Linked DNA regions of Sus scrofa: all the other regions are linked to region 1. The links are chromatin contacts, called in public Hi-C maps. All regions are on one chromosome and are shown on one strand. The core of a region is the stretch at or near the end of the contact, and the rest is flanking DNA. Distances in the headings are between cores, read along the strand shown.

What was found. Hi-C and Micro-C count contacts between places; a contact is called where the count stands out from the background.
Region 2: a contact with region 1 is called in a Hi-C map of liver, with 3 times the contacts expected there. The contact joins two enhancer-like sites. A contact is called at or near these places in 4 of 47 Hi-C or Micro-C datasets (embryonic fibroblasts and liver) and 1 of 2 datasets of contacts at active chromatin or transcription factors (skeletal muscle).
Region 3: a contact with region 1 is called in a Hi-C map of liver, with 6 times the contacts expected there. The contact joins two enhancer-like sites. A contact is called at or near these places in 1 of 47 Hi-C or Micro-C datasets (liver) and 1 of 2 datasets of contacts at active chromatin or transcription factors (skeletal muscle).

What each region holds. Positions count from the first base shown.
Region 1 is chr8:67,879,446-67,882,451 of Sscrofa11.1, reverse strand. It overlaps a transcript of SLC4A4 not described here. Among named protein-coding and RNA genes, the nearest start is that of SLC4A4, 87 kb to the left of the region's middle. Within about 2 kb of position 1,496, at least 4 of the 83 cell types and tissues checked have an H3K27ac peak or open chromatin away from gene starts, as enhancers often do. A contact at or near this core is called in liver, where this site is marked.
Region 2 is chr8:68,298,965-68,301,970 of Sscrofa11.1, reverse strand. No RefSeq gene overlaps it. Among named protein-coding and RNA genes, the nearest start is that of GC, 60 kb to the left of the region's middle. Within about 2 kb of position 1,565, at least 3 of the 83 cell types and tissues checked have an H3K27ac peak or open chromatin away from gene starts, as enhancers often do. A contact at or near this core is called in liver, where this site is marked.
Region 3 is chr8:68,165,141-68,168,146 of Sscrofa11.1, reverse strand. SLC4A4 (solute carrier family 4, sodium bicarbonate cotransporter, member 4) reads right to left here. Exons shown (of 23, transcript NM_001030533.1): 20 at 2,058-2,219. Among named protein-coding and RNA genes, the nearest start is that of GC, 190 kb to the left of the region's middle. Within about 2 kb of position 1,601, at least 3 of the 83 cell types and tissues checked have an H3K27ac peak or open chromatin away from gene starts, as enhancers often do. A contact at or near this core is called in liver, where this site is marked.

The DNA.
Region 1 (3,006 bases), core at 247-2,746:
AGCACGGTAAAACACAACTCAAGTACCGAGTTCAATTTTTACGTGTCTTGCCATAAAAGGATGTAGATCCCAGGGACAGAAAGTGGCTTCCAGAGGCTTCGGCCCACACTCTGCTACCAGGGAATTCTCCACAACTGGAAAACTCAGGGAAGGGACCTCCGAGTCCAGTTTTCAAAACCCATGGAATTACCATCCAATTTCCTTAAAGCTCAAGAAATCTATCCACAACTATTTAACCTCACTGACAGAGCAGGGAGTGGCAGACAGCGCTGCCTCTGGAGGGCTTTCAGCTGAGGCCTCGAGGACAAAGAGGCAGGAGCTGGGAAATGTCTGCGTCTGGATGGCCTCGACCTGCTCTGGGAAACCCAAGTTGCTTTTCAAGCAGCATCCCTTAAACACCTCACCAAAATTCCATCAAACTGGCCAATGCGTGGATACACTGTTTCTTTTAAGAAGTCTTTTCCTTCAGCAATATTTGCCCAAGTATTTCCTCTGTACACACTGTTTCTGAGCAATCAGAGTCAACAGGAGAGCAGTGAGCAAAATGCAACTGAACACTGATACTCAAGGCTCAGAACCGGGGCTGGCTGGGACTAGGCCCCTCCCTTCCCATCGATAAGTTTTCATTCACTCCTTCTGGGCAATTATGTTTTGGACCATTTTAATTATTTACGAATACCTACCGAGGCCCTGCTTCCTTTTTTTAGAATATGATCTCCTCTAATACACATAAACATATCATCTTAATATCCTCTAGTGGAAAGTAGGGTTAAGTCATTACGATTTCAAATCTGTAAAATGTTGAGATCCTGACCTCCAAAGACAGAAGCCACCATTTCATCCTTCGGTCTCTCTTTCAAAATACAGAGCAGAAGAAGGAAAAAGTATAAGGCAGAGGTGTTTTAGGGGCTTCTTTTTCTTATCAACATAAGTGACAGAAAAACATTCATGATCTCTGCAAAACCAAAGAGGAGTAGTAGCAGGGATGGCCTCATTAGCAACTACATCATCATCTGACTAAGAGAGCCAAGTTTCTAACTCAAAATTTAAACAAGGATTTTTTTCGAGGATTTCATAAAGTAACTCTATACATGTTTCCTTTAGTCTACCTATACATTCATTTATTCACTCTTTTACCAAATATTTAGGGAATATCTACTTGGTCCCAAACCCTGTCCTACTTTTACACTTTTATTTCCCTAAAAATAATCTTCCTGCAAGTTCTGAGCCTTTTCAACAGTTCTCCCATAATGTCCCCCGGTAGACATGAGTTATTCTTCCCTCTGGACAGACGGGAGCACACTTCCTTTTGGACTTGGTTTTGAATGGAAGAGGAAAACCACCACAATATATCCTAATACCTTTCGGAGCACCCACCAAACTCCAGAAACAGAAACCGGGTTCAGCCAATATTGTCTTGCTGTACTGTAGCTTCCTGAGTTGCTGGTGAGGCCTGATGTTAAGAAAAGGCCCCTCCTGATGAAGTCAGAGTTGCCAAGGCCTCCTGGGAAGTTACCTAGCCCTGTGGAGCCAGGCCTTATCTCAAAGGATAAGGTGGAGTTTGCTCTTTTTCCCTATTACAAAATACGAGACCATTAAGTAATCTGTTTATATCATACAGATCCCCAAATCCTGGCTGACTTTTTAAAAGATGAAATAGCTATAGGAAAAAGCTACCTAGGACTCTCTCTTCCTGTCTCAACCTTGGGTCACCCAACAAAATTGGCTAATTTCCTCTAAGTGTGTCTGCAATGAATCCGTTATCTTGTCCCTCGTGGTCAGCATTTCTGGGTCACTCTGGTAACACTGATTTGTCATCTATGGACCAATTCTGTGGAAATGCCTGGGCTGGAGCTGGAGCCTTTTTTGGTACAGAAACAAGTATGACATCAGAAAAGCTAAAAGTTTTTAAGTCCATCCACAGTAACCACTCTATGCCAAAAATGTTAGCTTTACAAAACATCCTATAAGGTAACCAAAGACAGAACAGACACAACAGCCTCTTTTTATTTGAAAGATTAAAACTGACACCAGGTTTCCTTTCTCAAGAGTATCTCTTTAAACCATTAACACAAATGCACATGAGGCAAATTATGTGAAAATGAGCTTTAGGTCTTTAAATATATCCCACATAGATAAGTTCATTATTTCAACAGAAGAGGACTCCTCTTCTGACTCACTCTATTCTTAGTGAGTTTTGCAGCTCATGGCTTTCTACTGAGTTTTGAAAATGTGGATGAAGTGTCATGCCACCCACTGAAAGTAAAGTTGAACCAGGTGAACTGAGGGTGTGGCTGGAAATCTTGATGTCTTTCCCCTCCTCAGAACTATAGCTTCGGAAAGAACTGGGAGCGAGCATCAGGCTCTTCCTGCCTTCAGGTGGAGCTGAATCCAATCACCCCAAATGGAGTGACCTTAAGAAGAATTTTAAAAGCATAAACATTTCAGAGTAACCAGAGTTACCAGAGGTCACCCTAATAATCATTGAATGGGAGTGTATCTCATTTGCGCAAATTACTTTTAAAAACAAAGTTTTATCTGAAGTTTACTTTTGCCAAGGGTGCTGCAATATACTTCAGCTATGTACTAGAGGCAAGAGAAATAATGACTTGGATAAAAGGAAACATGTTTGGTAATAGAAATGTTAGGTAGTCTAGCTCCTTGCTCTTTGAATTTCTGATCCTTAAAACTGGTGCGCTTACATCTGCCATAAATGTACCAGAAACTCCGCTGTTTCAGAACAAAAATAACAGCCTGCTTTCCTTCAAATACACTCTGCTCTGTGCAACTAAAAATATGAGACAGACTCGTGTCCTTGAGGAAAACATTCCACTCAAAATCCTGATTAGAGGTCCTGACTGTCAAGTCATCTGTGTCTTCATTCTCAGCCACTGGGACCACGGATAAGCCATCAAACCCATCTCCATTTCAAATTCTTTACACTTTCACCTAGAGCTACTATAAAATTTAAGGGCTACCATCCCCAATGCATGAAGCCAGGCGAGA
Region 2 (3,006 bases), core at 316-2,815, 420 kb before region 1:
TAAAAACAAATAAAATCCCTAGGTGCTTCTTTGACCTTAGTAGCTATCACCACTTTGAAAATTTTGGATGTTATAACCTAGAAGAATTAAAGTACAAACCAGAGCAAAAAAACTCGCTGTAGTTACTACTACAAACTATCCCTTTACCCACTCCACCTCTCTTTCCAAAAAAGACCACATTGCAATAAATTTCTGGGATTTTTTTCTATTTTTTTAATACTTCAGTGTTTAGCATATATTTATTTAGCAGGGATATGCTGACAACTTGTTCTGTGTGATAGGATGAGTCCAGTCAGGATATCTGTGTGGACAAGGAGCAGTGAAGCTGGAGAACGCAGTGCAGCCCAGGGCAAACGCCATGGAAGATGTAGTCTGGCCACTCAAGATCAGAGCAGATAATGAGAAAGCAGAACCAGAAATGAGCTGGCTCTAAAAATATCTAGCACCCTTTAGTCTAGATCCTATCTAGCGCCCTTTAGATGAGGACGAAGACATGAGAGTCAGGAGCACTCCTAGATCTGAGGCTACCAGGGGTGTGGAGGAAAACAGAAATTAAAACTGGGGTTACCACTTAAATGAAGCAGTATTAAGCATCTACACGCTTTCAGCACTGGTTCTTTTTATTTATATTATTAAAGTAGAGTTGATTTATAGTGTTGCGCCAATTTATGCTATATAGCAAAGTGACCCAGTCATATATATATGGGGGGGTATAATATATATGCACTATATATACACATTCCCTTTCTCATATTATCTTCCGTCATGGTCTATCCCAAGAGACTGATATAGTTCCCTGTGCTGTACAGTAGGACCTCATTGCTTGTCCATTCTAAATGTATTAGTTTGCAGCTACTCACCCCGAACTCCCAGTCCATCCCACTCCCTCTGCCTTGGCAAATACAAGTCTGTTCTCTTTGTCTGTGAGTCTGTTTCTACTCTGTAGGCAGGTTCATTTGTACCATATTTTAGATTCCACATATGTGATATCATATGGTATTTATCTTTCTCTTTCTGACTTAACTTCGCTTAGTATGAGGATCTCTAGTTTCATTCATGTTGCTGCAAATGGCATTATTTCATTCTTTTCTTATGGCTGAGTAATAGCCCATTGTATATATATATATATATGTATATAACACAACTTCTTAATCTATTCATCCGTCAATGGAAATTTAGGTTGTTTCTGTATCTTGACTATTGTGAATAGTTGAGCACGAGTTCTTTATTCAAGGTAGACTCCTCCAGGCCTTCAAAAAAGCATACAAGATTAAATAGTTTTTAAACGCATATTTTACATTTAGAAAGCGTAATGAATCTAAAACAGATGAGAAGAGGGAAAGAGGGAAAAAAGACTGGCCTCCAGTTACGTTTTTTAGCTCAAGAAACATGTTGCAGAAGCAGACCACAGTGCCCTGAGCTCACTGAGGCAGAGATGGACCTGCCTTACCTGCTTTGTCACCAGTGACCAATCGGGTTCTTGGCCCACCTGTGCTCTCTGTGAGTGTTTGCTTTCATTACTGTTGCTGTGGATGATACACCGAGCATCTGCCGAAAGCAAAAGCTCATGAGCGTGTCTTGTTGTGGGACCAAAGTACAGAGTCACAAGCACCCTGACCTTTATCCCTGTCCTTACCTTTAAGCTGAATTTGTACATAAACATTCAAAGCAGTTCAGCATACAAAAGAACTCACTCATCCAAACAAGAACTAAAGCCAAGTTAGAGGCTTTTTCAAAAGGACATATTGCTGTATACTTATTATAGGTGGTGGCCAGTGGCATCCTGAATACCATATCCCACTAATGGTGAGTTCCTTAGAACTGCTTCATAAACATTGTCCAATTGGCTGAAAGTCAGAAGACCCATACCCTATGCCGTGTCATCTGAAGCAAGCCATTTCACTGATTTTTTTCATATTTTTAAACTGTTCAGTTTCAGCAAGAATAGTCCATTTCAACAGTAATATTCTGGTTCTAAGCTGATCATGAAGAAGAGAAAATTGGATTCAACAGGGCCAGCCAACGTTCCCGATTTTTATAAATTCCCACACAGTCTTTTACTCTCCCTAATCCACATACTTTTCAGTGTGTGAACAACTAAACTGCTTACAAGAGATTTACTGGTGACATAAACACAAGGAGGATTCCAGCAAATTATATGTAATCATCTTTCTGTGTGTTTTAGAGCAGCGTGAACTCTCACCATTTCAGTAGGCTCCAGAATAGGCTAACAACTTATTTTTTTTAAATAGCTTAAAGTGAAGCTATAAAAAAATAAGGATCCTTATTCTTTATCCAATCTTATATGCAATAGCATTTAAGTTTACTACAGATGACACAAGAAAATGACAAAATTAGCAAATGTGACCAATGAAACCACTGGTGACATGAAAAATAGGACACTGGAGGTGGAGTTCTATGATGCTCTTCTGTGACACTGAGGCTTATAGTAAATTGCATCCCTGAGTTGAAAAGGACTCCAATCTTTTTTTTTTTTTTTTTGCTTTTTAGGGCCACACCCATGGCATATGGAAGTTCCCAGGCTAGGGGTGAATCAAGCTGTAGCTGCCGGCCTGTGCTACAGCCACAGCAACGTGGGATCCAAGCCACATCTGCGAGCTACACCACAGTTCACAGCGATGCTGTATCCTTAACCCACTGAGCGAGGCCAGGGATCAAAACTGCATCCTCATGGATAATAGTTGGGTTCTTTACTGCTGAGCCACGGCGAGAACTCCCAACCTTGATCTTCATATGACCTGTTCATCATCATCACTCTCCCAACATGGAAATACTATCAAATTGCAAAGGTCTGTCAGTTCAAAGTGCATTACCATCCAACCTAATAAAATTGTTCTATTCAGTTCTGTTTTGGAATGTGATAGAATAAATACATTCTCTCCTGTCTCTCCCATTGGATGTAGCTAAGAACCTAGACAGATTGTGCTGAACAATAATCTGAAGACTCAGAACAGGTGCAGTAAGAAAGAGGCCAAGATTGGAGTA
Region 3 (3,006 bases), core at 352-2,851, 290 kb before region 1:
GACTCCATACAGCATGATAACCAGGTGAACATCAAGAGAGCCACCTTTCAAATGGAGAGCCCCAAATGATGGGACTCAACACACAGAACCTATTATACCAATAGGTTTTGCTCTGGCTAGAGTCACCAACCAGAGTCACCATCCTAGAGTCCAGGATAAATATTCAAGCTGGTTTGTTTGTTTTAGTGGGTTGAAGGGAAGAAGAGAAAGAGGAAAAGAAAAAAGTATCACACCTTATCTTCAAGAAATCTGCTGGAAATATGCATTGAAAATGATAAATACTATTTAATAAAGAATAGCATTGTTTAAATAAAACATCTGTTGAAAATTGTACCTAAGAATTAAGACCTTCTCAGTTTATGTGATCCAACTTTTGACACTAGGGAGCACTATATTTAAAACATTCTTAAAGTGGATATTTTATGATTATTTTTTCTTAAAAGCCATTAGAGAATTCCATATACACTTGTAACATGTAACGAATTTTAAGTTTGACATCCATGTGCATAAACTGAGGTACTTGTTTTGAAAGTTCAAGATGAAATACTGCTTTAATTATCTCAATATTTCAGGCAATCTTTTTTTCTGTCTTGAGTAGCCTAGAAATTTATTTCAAATTTTGATGTCTCTTTAATGTGTAAATGCATCATTCTTCTTAATACTGCATCTTAATCCCTACTGCAGTTTAAGCACATTCTCTCTCTGTCATCACTGGAAACAGAAAATCTATATACCTGTTCCACTGAAGATGGATGATGACTGTCACAAAAGCTCCCTCAGACTCTTTTCCTTTCTAGCTAAATGTGCCTTGTATATTTAGCCTTTTCTTATTGGATCAATTTATCTGAAATCCAATTTCGTCTGTTGCCTTCTTTCACTGTACTGTTTCCAAGTTCTCCAAAAATAATACAGTCAGACAGCCTGACCAATAGAAAATGACCAAACAGGACGAGAGTTTTGCCTTTGCCAATAGGGACTGCATACACTTAGAAAAATGACTTGATATTTCTCAATCTAAATTTCCTCATCTGTAAAACAGGAATGAAAACAGACTATAAAGAGCTGCTCTGGCAGTTAAGGACAAGGGTTGCCTGATCAATCACAATGATCAAGAACAGAGCAGACATCAAGAATTAACTAGACTCCCATGTCTGAATGCGATGCTGGGGATTCCGTTTGAATGGAGGTGCTGTACTGTGTAAAATCCAGAACAAATCTTCCCATAGAAAGTGTCATTCTGGCAGTCCTTTCAAAAGGCTACTGAGATAAGCTGTTGGCGTGTGGTGTGTGTGTGTGTGTGTGTGTGTGTGTTAAAGAAAGCAAACCTCAGATTTTCTCCTAGCACTGATTACAGATCCCTATTGAAACACTAAGATTTCTGTGAAATGTTTTCCTAAAGAGAAAGATGGACACCCATATCAATTTATTTCTCAACTTAGCCATACAATTTTAAGAAGATCTTCTAAATGATGACACTGACTACCACAATCACATAAAAAGGCCCCAAATTCCAATTTCCTTTCCTTTTTATTGCAGGGTAACAGAGAAGTGATCTCAGATCATGTCAAAGTCCAGTGCAATGCTAAGTACAATGGCAGAGAACTTTGGCCGTGAGCCCACTCAGACAGACATAGAGATCATAGGAGGTCAAAGGCATTTGTCCACATGAGGCTTTAAATTACATAAAACTGAGTTACTATCTCAAATTTCAATCCTGGATTTTCAATAGTAAACCAAATACATTTTATAGCATTACAAAACAAACTTCCTTTTTAGCTATGAGAGCAGAGATTCAAGTTTTTTAGATATGGTAGGCTTTTTTTGTTTTTAGAAATCATGATGTCATTATTAGTGTATTTGCAGTAAGAGAGAAACTTCAGAAAACATACAAAAAAAGAAAAGAGTGAAAATAAAGGGCAGAGGAAGAGGAAAAGTGACAGGCAGCATGCAGGTAAACATTCTTGGAATTCACATAAAGGATTACCAAAAAAACACATTTTTCACATTTGTCTAACTAACTTTGGAATTTTACTTGGGAATTTTAGAAAGCTCCTTACATCGTCATTGTCACTGTCCAGACTCCCCTTCTTCTTTTTCTTTTTCTTTTCATCCTCCTTCTTTTTCTTATCCTTTTCTGGAATGACATCATCGAGGAAGCTGAGGTCATGCTGGGAGAAGAGGTAGTCCATGCCTTTTCTGACAGCTACAAGTGCCAAGATCTGGAGGGTAAAGATAAAAAGCAGCAATAACCCATATCGGAGAAGTCATCATGAGTATTAATACTGACCTTTCAGAGTCAATAGAAACCTGTCATGAACAAGGGTAGAGTAAGTCAGACTCATTTGGCTTGTATGCACTTAGATTAAGTGGACTGTAAACATTTTCTTCATGGGGAAAGTTGGTTCATAGAAGTTTTAGTTGAAACTCATGTGAAACGATTATTTTTTAATTATTTTTTAAATCGTTTTCTTCCGTGTCAGGTTTTTTTTTATTTATTTATTTTTTTTATTATTATTTTTTTTTTAGGGTTACATGGATGGCATATGGAAGTTCTCAGGCTAGGGGTCAAGTTGGAGCTGTAGCTGTCATCAATACCATAGCTACAGCCACAAAGTATCTGGGTCACCCCTGCGACCTACATTGCAGCTTGCAGCAACGCCAGATCCTTAACCTACTGAGAGAGGCCAGGGATCAAACCTGCATCTTCATGGATACTAGTCGGGTTCTTAAACCACTGAGCCACAACGGGAACTCCCTCTTTCATATCAGATTTTTAACAAAATAACTAAAAGTTTCAAGGGGAAAAAAGAAACCAGTCTGCATATGATGTCTAGTTATTCACAAAACATTATACAGATTTTTGACAGTCAAGAAAATATGTATAATGCCTGTCACATTAAGACATCTTCAAAGTATTAAAAATGAGACAGTATTTGAGTATTCACAGACCCTTAAAGCTGCCAGAGTGACCTCAATCACCACTATTAACTGAATACTTACCCTGAG